Regions from separate parts of the Danio rerio genome. Here regions 1, 3 and 4 are each linked to region 2. Evidence: chromatin contacts called from public Hi-C and Micro-C data. All regions are on one chromosome and are shown on one strand. Each heading gives the region's core, a stretch centred on a gene start, on an enhancer-like site or on the middle of the called end of the contact. The rest is flanking DNA. Distances are from core to core; before and after follow the strand shown. Region 1 overlaps gyg2 (glycogenin 2). Region 2 holds the start of chmp2bb (charged multivesicular body protein 2Bb). Region 3 holds the start of nsun3 (NOP2/Sun RNA methyltransferase 3). Region 4 holds the start of cd99 (CD99 molecule).

What was found. A called contact is a pair of places that touch in the nucleus more often than the background predicts.
Region 1: a contact with region 2 is called in a Micro-C map of caudal fin, with 9 times the contacts expected there. The contact joins the enhancer-like site here to the promoter of chmp2bb in region 2. A contact is called at or near these places in 3 of 18 Hi-C or Micro-C datasets (caudal fin, hematopoietic stem cells and an unstated tissue) and 1 of 4 datasets of contacts at active chromatin or transcription factors (embryo).
Region 3: a contact with region 2 is called in a Hi-C map of hematopoietic stem cells, with 2.6 times the contacts expected there. The contact joins the promoter of nsun3 here to the promoter of chmp2bb in region 2. A contact is called at or near these places in 2 of 18 Hi-C or Micro-C datasets (caudal fin and hematopoietic stem cells).
Region 4: a Micro-C map of caudal fin shows a contact between it and region 2, with 6 times the contacts expected there. The contact joins the promoter of cd99 here to the promoter of chmp2bb in region 2. A contact is called at or near these places in 2 of 18 Hi-C or Micro-C datasets (caudal fin and an unstated tissue).

What each region holds. Positions count from the first base shown.
Region 1 is chr1:36,853,736-36,856,435 of GRCz12tu, forward strand. It overlaps gyg2 (glycogenin 2), which reads right to left. Exons shown (of 9, transcript NM_001145576.1): 7 at 1,565-1,717. Among named protein-coding and RNA genes, the nearest start is that of gyg2, 11 kb to the right of the region's middle. Within about 2 kb of position 1,401, at least 25 of the 62 cell types and tissues checked have an H3K27ac peak or open chromatin away from gene starts, as enhancers often do. A contact at or near this core is called in caudal fin, where this site is marked.
Region 2 is chr1:37,070,936-37,073,635 of GRCz12tu, forward strand. chmp2bb (charged multivesicular body protein 2Bb) reads left to right here and starts at 1,359. Exons shown (of 6, transcript NM_212904.2): 1 at 1,359-1,527; 2 at 1,946-2,037. The coding sequence starts at 1,494. creb1a (cAMP responsive element binding protein 1a) reads right to left here and starts at 640. Exons shown (of 8, transcript NM_200909.1): 1 at 533-640.
Region 3 is chr1:37,217,730-37,220,429 of GRCz12tu, forward strand. It overlaps nsun3 (NOP2/Sun RNA methyltransferase 3), which reads left to right and starts at 1,401. Exons shown (of 6, transcript NM_001431082.1): 1 at 1,401-1,558; 2 at 1,772-1,881; 3 at 2,425-2,700. The coding sequence starts at 1,448.
Region 4 is chr1:36,896,370-36,899,069 of GRCz12tu, forward strand. cd99 (CD99 molecule) reads right to left here and starts at 1,359. Exons shown (of 14, transcript NM_001431085.1): 1 at 1,279-1,359; 2 at 1,112-1,176. The coding sequence starts at 1,172.

The sequences.
Region 1 (2,700 bases), core at 151-2,650, 220 kb before region 2:
CCGAAAACCATCACCAACTAAAGTCGCAAGTTCCGTTGTAACAAACATAGTTCATTGATTTGGCATTTCCCAAATCCATCATTCCAATGAACATTCGCAAACTGCATCACAAACTTGTATGCTATCAAAAACACTTCTGGAGCTTTAGTTAGAAACATAGTTCCTGGCTGTGTTCTATTCCCAGTTATCCCCCCTATTCTTTTAGATCATTCTAACTTTCAAATTTGCATTGATTAAAAAAAAAGCATTAAAGTCATCACGCAGGTGTAATTTAGTTTAAAAGATTTTTTTACATTACAGTTTTAGTGATCTTCATGACTACAAATGCACTCCCTTCACTGTGCATTTTGAAAACATTGATGTCATTTTGAACACAGCCATGGCTCATGATGAAAGCTAGGTGACCTATTATTTTAAAGCAGAATTTGCTACCTTCCAAAGCTTGTGAAAAAAAAAAAAAAAAAAAAAAAACAGCATATGGTAATCATTTAAATTTATAGTGGGTTATTTATCAAGTATTTGTACTGTATATGACATGGGCCTGTTGGTTAGAACATTTCTGCAGTGGTTTGCATGTGTCAAATTAAAAAAGAAATAATAATTTCCTAATAAATAATAAATATTAAATCTCATTTCTTAATAAATAGCCTTATTTATTTATTTATGTATTTATTTATTTATTTATTTATTCATTCATTTATTTATTTATTCATTTATTTATTTATGTATGTATTTATTGCTATATGATATTACAATACGTGTTAGGTATTGTAAGTGATTTTATATTTTAGACTAGAATATGGCCTATTCTGAAGAATATTTGTAAAGGTATCTTAGGCCCTATGTGTGCCGTTTACATATATTTCAATTAATATGAAAAGCGAGTGCATGTTTTTACCAAAAGTAATATTGGACTTTTTTATGCGTGTGCGTTTAAAACAATAAAAATTGCACAAAAAATTATGGAGTTCTTCACTAAAAAAGTTGTTACAACCCTGTTTAGAGTATCATTCAAACGACAGATTTGCAACAGAGAAACCACGGGTTTTGGGAACCACTCATCACTACATCATTCTTTTCCCAAACAATGCATCATACTTTGATAGTCCAGCCGCGGATTACATCGTTTTTTGGGAAACACACCCCTGAATGGTTGTTTCTGCAGAATAAAGCCTTTCTAACTTCACAAGCATGAATTTGTATTTAAATAATGCATTAGTAAATGTTGACCTATGAATAATCCTATTATATAACGATATTAATATCGTCCTTTTGTTAAATTAGAAACTCTCTTCAATATCTTGTGTGCTTGCATTATAAACAGCGCTCTGTGTGTTTGGCAGTCATGTGAACGGGTTAGTGTTGTCTTTGTGTTGTATGTGAGTCACTGTTGGGTGTGTCACAGACTGGTTTGAAAGCCCAGAGGAAGAGATACTTTTAAAGGAGTTGGAGTTGAGTCACAGAGAGACTCAGAACTGCGTAAGCTTATTTGTCACACTTCCTCATTTTTATTCTTAAACCTTCACATCGCTGGATAAACAGTGGATCCTGCAATACCACTTACTGTTTCCTCAGGCTTTTTAGAGGAGCTTATTGTCAGTGAATCCAAAGAGAGATCTTGGAGAGGTGTCTGTTCGGTGTGCTGGGCTTCAATGCTTTTCTTTTGGCTTTGTGGTGGAGAATGATGCGTCTGTGGGGGAACAAACTGCTGCGCTGACTAAAAAATAAATAAATAAATAAATAAATAAACATGATGATGAATGACTGACAGATTAATTATGTTTTGTATGACAATACTAGATGTTATATGTCCAAAAATAAATAAATAAATAAAACATAATTTAGAAGTAACTGACTAAGTACTGTTCTCATGTTTTGCGAAGTGACCGCAGTGTGAACAGTCATGTTGGATTCCATTTGACTTTTATAATCTTTGAGTGACATGCTGCAAACATCATCTACTCTTTAATAGCACACAGGGCTAATACTTTAGCACAAAAAGTTGGTTCTTCAATTTGGAAAAACAAACATGAGCACAAAACTGGCGCTAGTTAAATAATTATTAACCATTAACCTTTTAAAAATATGCATTGTTCAGTTAGATTTAACAACAGTGCACAGGGAAAGCATTCATAGCGCTTCCTTTTTCCACATTTTTTATGTTACAGCCTTATTCCAAAATGGATTAAATTCATTTATTTCCTCAAAATTCTACACACACTGCCCCATAATGACAATGTGGAAAAAAAAAGATTTTTATTAAAAATGAAATACCTGACAAATCACATGTACATAAGTATTCAAAGCCTTTGCTCAATGGGCAGTCCTGTTTTGGAGGTCTACAGACATTTTTTATTTATTTTTTTGTCTTCATGCTTGGTTTGTGCTTTGACATGCACTGTCAACCTTACAACCTTATATAGACAGGTGTATGCCTTTTCAAATCATGTCCAATCAACTGAATTTACCACAGATAAACTTCAATTAAGCTACTGAAACATCTCAAGAATGATCAAACAGAATGTACCTGAGCTCAAAGTATGTCCATAAAAGTTGCATAAAAAATAAATAAAACGCACAGGGCTATGCAAAACAGCTGTAATACATTTAATAAATTAATACATTAATAGAACCAAACATAAAAGACTACGATATGAAAATGATTTGAATTTAAAAATTAACAAATTTCATTAATCTTTG
Region 2 (2,700 bases), core at 109-2,608:
CGTTGAATGAATCAAGCATGCGGCACAAAATCACTCTGTTTTATGGTGCACTCAGAATGGAAAAATACTCATGAATCATTTTTTTCTCTATAATTTTATTTACCAGTTAAAACCCACAATTTATGATAAAGAATAGCTGTTTAATGTGGTACAAAACACCATTGCTCGGGCGGGAATACAGTAAAGATCTTTAATGTATCACGGAGAGCTTAGACTGCTCAACAAACCAATGCTGGAGCCAAAAAAGAAAAAAAATCATTTCACGCGCTGGACTTTCATAAAAAGGTGCCATGGACGGGCGGTCACATTCATAACTACGCATCTCTCTCCCATAAACACATGTATTTTGTAGACCCGTCCCGCTTTCCTCCTTCTACAACCTGACTCATTGTCTGCAAGCAAGTCTGAGCTGTGGAGAAACATGCCCACCGCCGCCATGATCTCTTTGTTACAGACGGATCGAGCATTGCGACATGTCCACTAAAACGCCAAGTGTATTATCTCTTTCCCCCACGAATGCGTCTCTTCTTACCCGACACAGACTCGCCTCGTCACTCCCAGGCCTCCGGAGCTCCACTTTTATTTAGTCCGACACGTAAGAGACCGCGTCAGGCTACACCTCCGTCGCGTCACCGAGGACAACAACACAGAGAACGAGGGGGACGAAATACAGCCCTAATTCAGGATCGACAAGATCCGAGAGGTAGGCGGAACTTGCCGAACGTAGCACGAACCTACACGAACAGCCATCGAGCAGAGTCGAATTTACACGAGGTGTCTCTCCGTGACTGTTCACATGAGCATGCGTCAAATCCGTGCGCTACGATTGGCTGACTTTTGTCGTAATGAATATGAATAAATCTGTTCAAATGTACTACAGCAGGGGTTTTCAGCCTTTTAGAAGCCATCGAATCTGAAATTTGACAATTGGAAGAAAAATGATAATTTATAGTATTATTATATAATGTTTTATATAATTGTGTAATTGTTTAATACTTTATTAAAGGACAGTTTTCTTTTTGTTTTCACATAAATTTGTAGAAAAACTCCTGTATATATTTATTTATAATTGTCATTGGTATTATTATTATTAATTTATGATGTATTTCTTGTCATTAAATAATATTTAAATATTATTATTATTTTAAGTATTGATTTGTATATTATATATATACATTTTATCTTATTTTTAGATATTTTTATTTTAGTTTTTAGTTACGAGAACGACAGAGAGACCTTTGTTTTTGCGGCAGACATCTATGGGCGGTGCCAGTCAGTGTGATGTTACGACTGGATAGCTTCAATGCAACGTCACGTCAATGTTCACCAATTAAAATGAATAACTGATGCAGAAGAGCAGAAGTTCACCGCCTTCTTGTCAGGAACCAGGAAATAGTCATGATATTTTGATAGCCAACTCTCACTTGATAATAGTCATTGTGATATACTTAGTTTTCTTATTAGTTTCTTGGTCGGCGGAGTTTGTTGCAGTAATGACATCGTTATTCAAGAAAAAGACCGTAGATGGTAAGTTTCTTGCCGCCGCTTTGAGTGCTTGTTTGTTTGTCAAAGCCGCCCAAGCAACGCTCTCACGTCTATCAAAGACTGCGTTAGCAATTTCTGTCGTTTTATTTAATACATTAAATACGATTTGGGCTGTAGTTTGTACAAAGACGTGTCTTTGAATTGCTGCCATGACGTAAACATTTTACATTTGGCTTCTTTCGCTTGTGTCTTACAAATAATACTTAAGCATGTCGGTTTAAAATAAACTAATCCAGTAACGTTAGCTCTTAAAAGAAATCACTGTCCCTTTACGTTAATCGTTCCTCTGAACCTTGCTATGAAAGTAGTTCCAACACATTAATTTGTTATAACTGACTCAGACATTTTAGCATTATTAATTTATATGGCGATCGATAACTATGTCTCCTTCATTCTACAGATGTCATTAAAGAACAAAACAAAGAGCTGCGAGGAACGCAGAGACAAATTGCCAGAGACCGGACAGCACTGGAAAAACAGGAAAAGCAACTGGTGAGATTCCCCACCCATCAACGTGACGTCTATATACTCATGCCAAATGTTCTTCATTTACTGAGGTGTATGAGATCACGAGGTTATGACATTAATGTCACAGAGAGACAGTTTGTGGATATATTTTTAGAACTAACCGCACATGATCCCCTTTTAAGTTGATTTAAGGATTGTTTGTGCCAGCCAATAGCTAGTGGAATGTTTAAAACTTTTATTTATACCCACTCATTGTTTTAAAATTAGTGTTAACATAACTATTATAATGTTGGCGGGGAATCATGCCTTGTTATTTTTTTTGGGTTATAGATATCTGCTGTTGTTGCCAGAAATACACAGTTTGTCATCTTCCCTTTAAGTGTTTTGGGTACTGACAAATTGTTGCCGATACGTTTTATTTCAAGTAGTAATGTTCATTTACCTATAACATTATCTATTTGATAAAGCAAACTCTGCTTATAACTTTTATAAATACACATTTTTTTTGTAAAAAGTGGCCAAATTTAAAGCCACATGATGAAATGAGTTCTTCGTAAGGGGTCATGACCCTAAAATGTATGCATAGGTGGTGGAATAATCATAAAATCAGAAGAACAAACAAAGAAAGGTATGTTATCAAAAATAACAAAATAATTAAAAATGTTACTAAAAGCATATTTATTTACA
Region 3 (2,700 bases), core at 151-2,650, 150 kb after region 2:
TTCCACTGATGCCGAAAAACATTTTTTTTAACATTGATTTATTTACCTTTGGTTTAGTCCATCAGGTGTCGCCACAGCGGAATGAACCACCGATTTATCCTGCATATGTTTTACACAGCGGCAACCTAGCACTGGAAACACCCATACACACTCATACGGCCAATTTGGTTTATTCAATTTACCTGTACCCCATGTCTATGGACTGTGGGAGAAACTCTAGCACCCGGAGGAGAACATGCACTCCTCAGAAATGTCAACTGCTCCAGCTGGCACTCGAACCTGCGACCATCTTACTGTGAGATGACAGTGCACTGAGCTACCATGTCGCACATTTTAAAATCTTAGCATTTAAAACACTTCAACTTTATGCCATGAAATATTAACATCACTGTTAGAAGCTATAATTATGTAATTAAATTACTGTTATATTTAACATTGTAATAGGCCTAAGTGTTTAATAGATATAAACATTTAGTACTATTAAAAAAACAATTTCAACTACTAGACTGTAATATTTGTTCATCTTTTATTCTGTCTTAATGCACCATTTTAGGCATACTTTCATTTGAAGGGATTAAGAAACAATGAAATGAATAATAATTTGATGACACTGCACTCTTCACAATAGCTTCAAACTTAATAAAACAAACCTCGTCGAATTAATTAAGTCCTTCAGGGTTGTTTGTAACTTGCAGTGTGTTGGAACTTAATTCTGCACACTAAAGGCATTTTGTATAGTGTAGGCAGAAAACACTAGAAGTTAGTAGACTACTGGTTTTCTAGAAAGAAATGTTCTGTCTAGAATGTTCTGGTGTACAGCTACAGAGATAAAGAACAAAATCATATATATTTTTTTCCTGACTGAATACTTGAATACTCTGAACAAAACATAGCAACACACAAAACTCGAAATGTCTTTATGTTTGGCTATTATATGTGTTAAACTTTTGCAGTTTCAGCTGATAAACATTGCCTGTATTGCCAGCAATCAGCTTAGTCTAAGTTGATTAAAAAAGCTTTAGAAAATGTAGTTATTCTGCGTTTACATTCATTGTTCAACTTTCCAACCCTGACTATTTTACCAAAAGGCTAATGTGCATCAGTTATTTTGTATTTAAATATATTCTGTATTTACTGGCCAAATGGCTATGTGTAATATTTGTTTAGATTACATAATTAATTCGTAGTTTCTGAATACTTTCACTCTAACTCAACAATTACTTGAATGTTACTTGCGATTAAAAACACATAAAAAGAAAAAAAATATTTACAAATTATAAATTGTACTAAATAAAGGCCGTCAACCGACCATAATACCGATTGATACCGACCCTCAAACACAGAAAAACGGAACTAACATCACAACCCACATTTCCGGGGGAACTCAGTAAGAAGACGGACCGCGGAACAGTAGCTATGTAGTCAGAAATAAATTGCATCAATATCAATGTTTTCACCGAAATTATTCTGCATGTCAGGCAGTTCATTTCTCTTTCTGAAGTCTATTAAGTGTATTCTGTCCTCTTCATGTCATGGCCAAAACACAATCTCTAATACAGTAAGCGGACAAAACGTATTACATCTGTGATTTAAATACGACAAAACACATAACACTAACATAATACTACGATAACAACTGCAATTCAATATTTATAGAATTTTATATCAACTACGTATTTAGTAATCAGTAAATTATCATTTCTATATTACATTATATACATTTTAATACTTTTAATTAGTTTTAATATTTAATGGTTCTCCATTTCAGCAGCTTGCAGCACAATATATATCTAAACCCCAGAAGCAGCTTTGTGAGACTGTACTGAAGCATTTTGATAGACAGTACAGTGAAGAGCTTGGAGAGCAGTGGTGGAATGCAAGGTGGGTAATAGGATTTTTAATATCAATTAATGCTGTTAAAATTTTTATTCTTATTTAAATAATTTAAATTATTGTATTTTGATGTCAAAATTTTCATGAGAACATTTAAATGTATTTGCATTTAAATGGTTACTATTGGTGGTTCATTTCATTGTGTCAATCTTTTGCAAATAAATGACTAAGCTGAAGGAAAATGAATAAAGGAAAGGTTATAATTCTGGCCACCCTTTTAACTAAGGCTTGCTATGATTTTACCTTGTAATCAATGTTACTGCCTCAGATTGTCTAAGTCAGGCATGTCAAACTCTCTCTTGGAGGGCCGGTGTCCTGCAAAGTTTAGTTCCAACCCCAATCAGACACACCTGGGCAAGCTAATCAAGCTCTTACTAGGCTTTCTAGAAACATCCTTGCAGGTGTGTTTAGGCAAGTTGGATTTAAAATCTGCAGGACACCGGCATTCAAGGACCGAGTTTAGACACCCCTGGTCTAAGTGACAATCTCATAACTAGTTTACAAATCAATATAAATATTGAATATTTTCAGGGATGTGCTTCTGAATCCACTCTCATGGCAATATGGCGTCCTGCTTAATCGGTTCAGTGACCTTACAAACCTCAAGCAGTGTCTTGCGGAGCTCGGATACACAAACCTTCTTCAACAGACACATCCTGAATCCCATTCCCAAACAGCAGACATCCCTCTGCAGTGTTTCATTCACCCAGATCCAGTGCGTATTCCCACACAAAGCCACCACACAGGCTGGCTGAAGCAGTACTACCTCCTGAATGCAGCCTCTCTTCTCCCTGTACTGGCTTTGAA
Region 4 (2,700 bases), core at 109-2,608, 170 kb before region 2:
TGTGTTCAAGGCAACTAGATTGCTAAAAATGGAGTCCAGGGCACATTTTGCTATGAATGAAAATGTGTATTTCTGTGACCTTAAAAGTATAATTGAAGATGTTATGCATTACTTTTCAGGACACTAAAAATTGTGATTCCTTTTTTATGTTTTATTATTTACCAAAATGAATTAGCACTATAAACTCTTTAAAAAGCTGGCTTGTCGTAAAACAACATTGGGTTCTTTTTTCCGATTAAGTTTAAGTTACATTTTTAACACAATTGTTGGGTTTGTTTATACTTGACCCAATGTAGGATTACAACAACCCACCATTTTTAGAGTATGCAGCAAAAATATTGTCATTCAGAAGCTTGCAAAAAGCTTTCAAAGCATCTTCAGAAGAATTAAATGCGTAACACAACCCATATAATATCTGATATCAGATATTGTATGTGTTGTGTTATGTTTTTTTAATAATCCATTTTTATATTACTATTCATGCAATATTGTATAATGTAATGTTTTAAAAGCCACATTAGGAAGTGTTTTGCTTATGATTTTGGTTACAGCTGGAGAACCAAAGTATATAAAATATTAACGTTAACACAGGTTTTCACCGTTTACAGCTACTGAATAATCATTTAAAGTTGTTAAAATCCAATTAAATAAACTGAATTGGGGGAAATCAGCATCTACTTCTGTAGCATGGATTTATATGTCATAACCTTTAGTCATACATTTAAAAACAGTATGTTACCAATATCGACTTACAAAAAGAAACATTAGCTTTGTGCTAAAAGTCCTCCTGCCATTCTTCCCAAGGGTTGGTGAGTCATGCAGTTTGTATGTGGAAAAATCACATTTCGTGTCAAGCCAACGTACCAAGGTCTTGGGTAACTCAAATCAACCTCTTTGTTCACCAGGGCAAAAAACTGCGCTAGTAGGCAACTGTGACTAATTTCCACATAAAAGCGACATAAACCAGCGACGTATAGAAGAACTGTCAAAAATCAGCTTCTTCTGTTACAGTTGTGATATTTTGGGAACAAGCGGTCCCAGTACGCAAACTGTTACAAGCGCTGTTACCAAAACAAAACGACAACACAAACGTTTAGACTGGAAACCATACCTTGCGCTTTGGTTGCTGCGAGACCTGCCAGCAGAAGTAAAATCCACGTGTATGAATTCATCATGCTGTAGAAAAGTATTAAATATTGTTTGTGTTTTTTGAGAGCTTTGAAACGCGCTAAAATTAGAAATTCTGGTAAGGAAAGTTCAGCAGTAAGATTTACTCACCCCTTTGAGTGACCCAAGCGAGCTCCAATTGCTATTCAGCAGTTCAGCGCTTTGCGTAGTTTAATTACAGATGATGTGCAGGAAAGAGAGAGTGTCCTCGCCACGCCCTACCTGCGCTCTTTTGGAGAGGGCGTGTGCTTGAAAAGAATTTAGAGTGTGCTGTTTCTTGTTCAAAGCAGATGATCTAAAGAACAATCTTTTTTATTTATTTATTTTTTTTTACTTCTTATTGTAAAGTTGTACGTTTATGTTCGATTTATGTTTTTTTTTTTTTTATGTTTGTTCTTGTTTTAAGCATATACACTTTGATGACAAAGTTGACTAAGAAAATTTGTTGTTTTACGAGACCAGATGATAGGTGGCGACAGACTCTAATAAAAAAGGTGAACTTGACAGCCAGTAGACATGATCTTTAAACTTTTGGAACATATTCATTCATTCATTCATTCATTCATTCATTCATTCATTCATTCATTCATTCATTCATGTGTGTATTTATTTTATTTTATTTTGTTATTTATTTTACAACATGTATGTATAATTTTTCATTTATTCATTTATCAATGTGTGTATTTTTTATCTGTTGTTGTTTGTTTATTTTACAACATGTTTATTACAACATGTTATTATTATTTACTCATTCATGTGTGTATTTGTTTTGTTAATAATGTTGTTTATTTCTTTTAACATGTTTGTATAATTATGCATTCATTGATTCATTTATCCATGTGTATATGTATTTGTTTTTTTGTTGTTTATTGATTTCACAACATGTTTGTATAATTATGCATTAATTCATTAACTCATTCGTGTGTGTATTTATTTTTTTTGTTCTTGTTTATTTATTTACAATATGTTTGTATATTCATTCATTCATTCATTCATTCATTCATTCATCCATGTCTATATTTATTTGTTTTTTGTTCTTGTTATTTATTTACAACATGTTTGTATAATCATTCATTCATTTTCTTGTCGGCTTAGTTTATTTCCTTTATTAATCCGGAGTCACCACAGAGGAATGAACCGTCAACTTATCCAGCAACTTTTTATGCAGCAGATGCACATCTAGCCGCAACCCATCTCTGTGAAACATCCACACAAGCATTTACACACACACTCTTACACTAGTGACAATTTAGCCTACCCTATTCACCTGTCTTTGGACTGTGGGGGGGAAAACAGAGCACCCAGAGAAAATCCACGCAAACGCAGGGAGAACATGCAAACTCCACACAGAAACGCCAGCCAAGCCGAGGCTCGAACCAGCGACCCAGCAATCTTCTTGCTGTGAAGGGACAGCACTACAGCACTACCTACTGCGCCACTGCTTCTACCTCATTCATTCATCCATTTATATATTTATTTGTTTTTTATTATTGTTTATTTATTTTACAACATGTTTGTATAATTATTCATTTA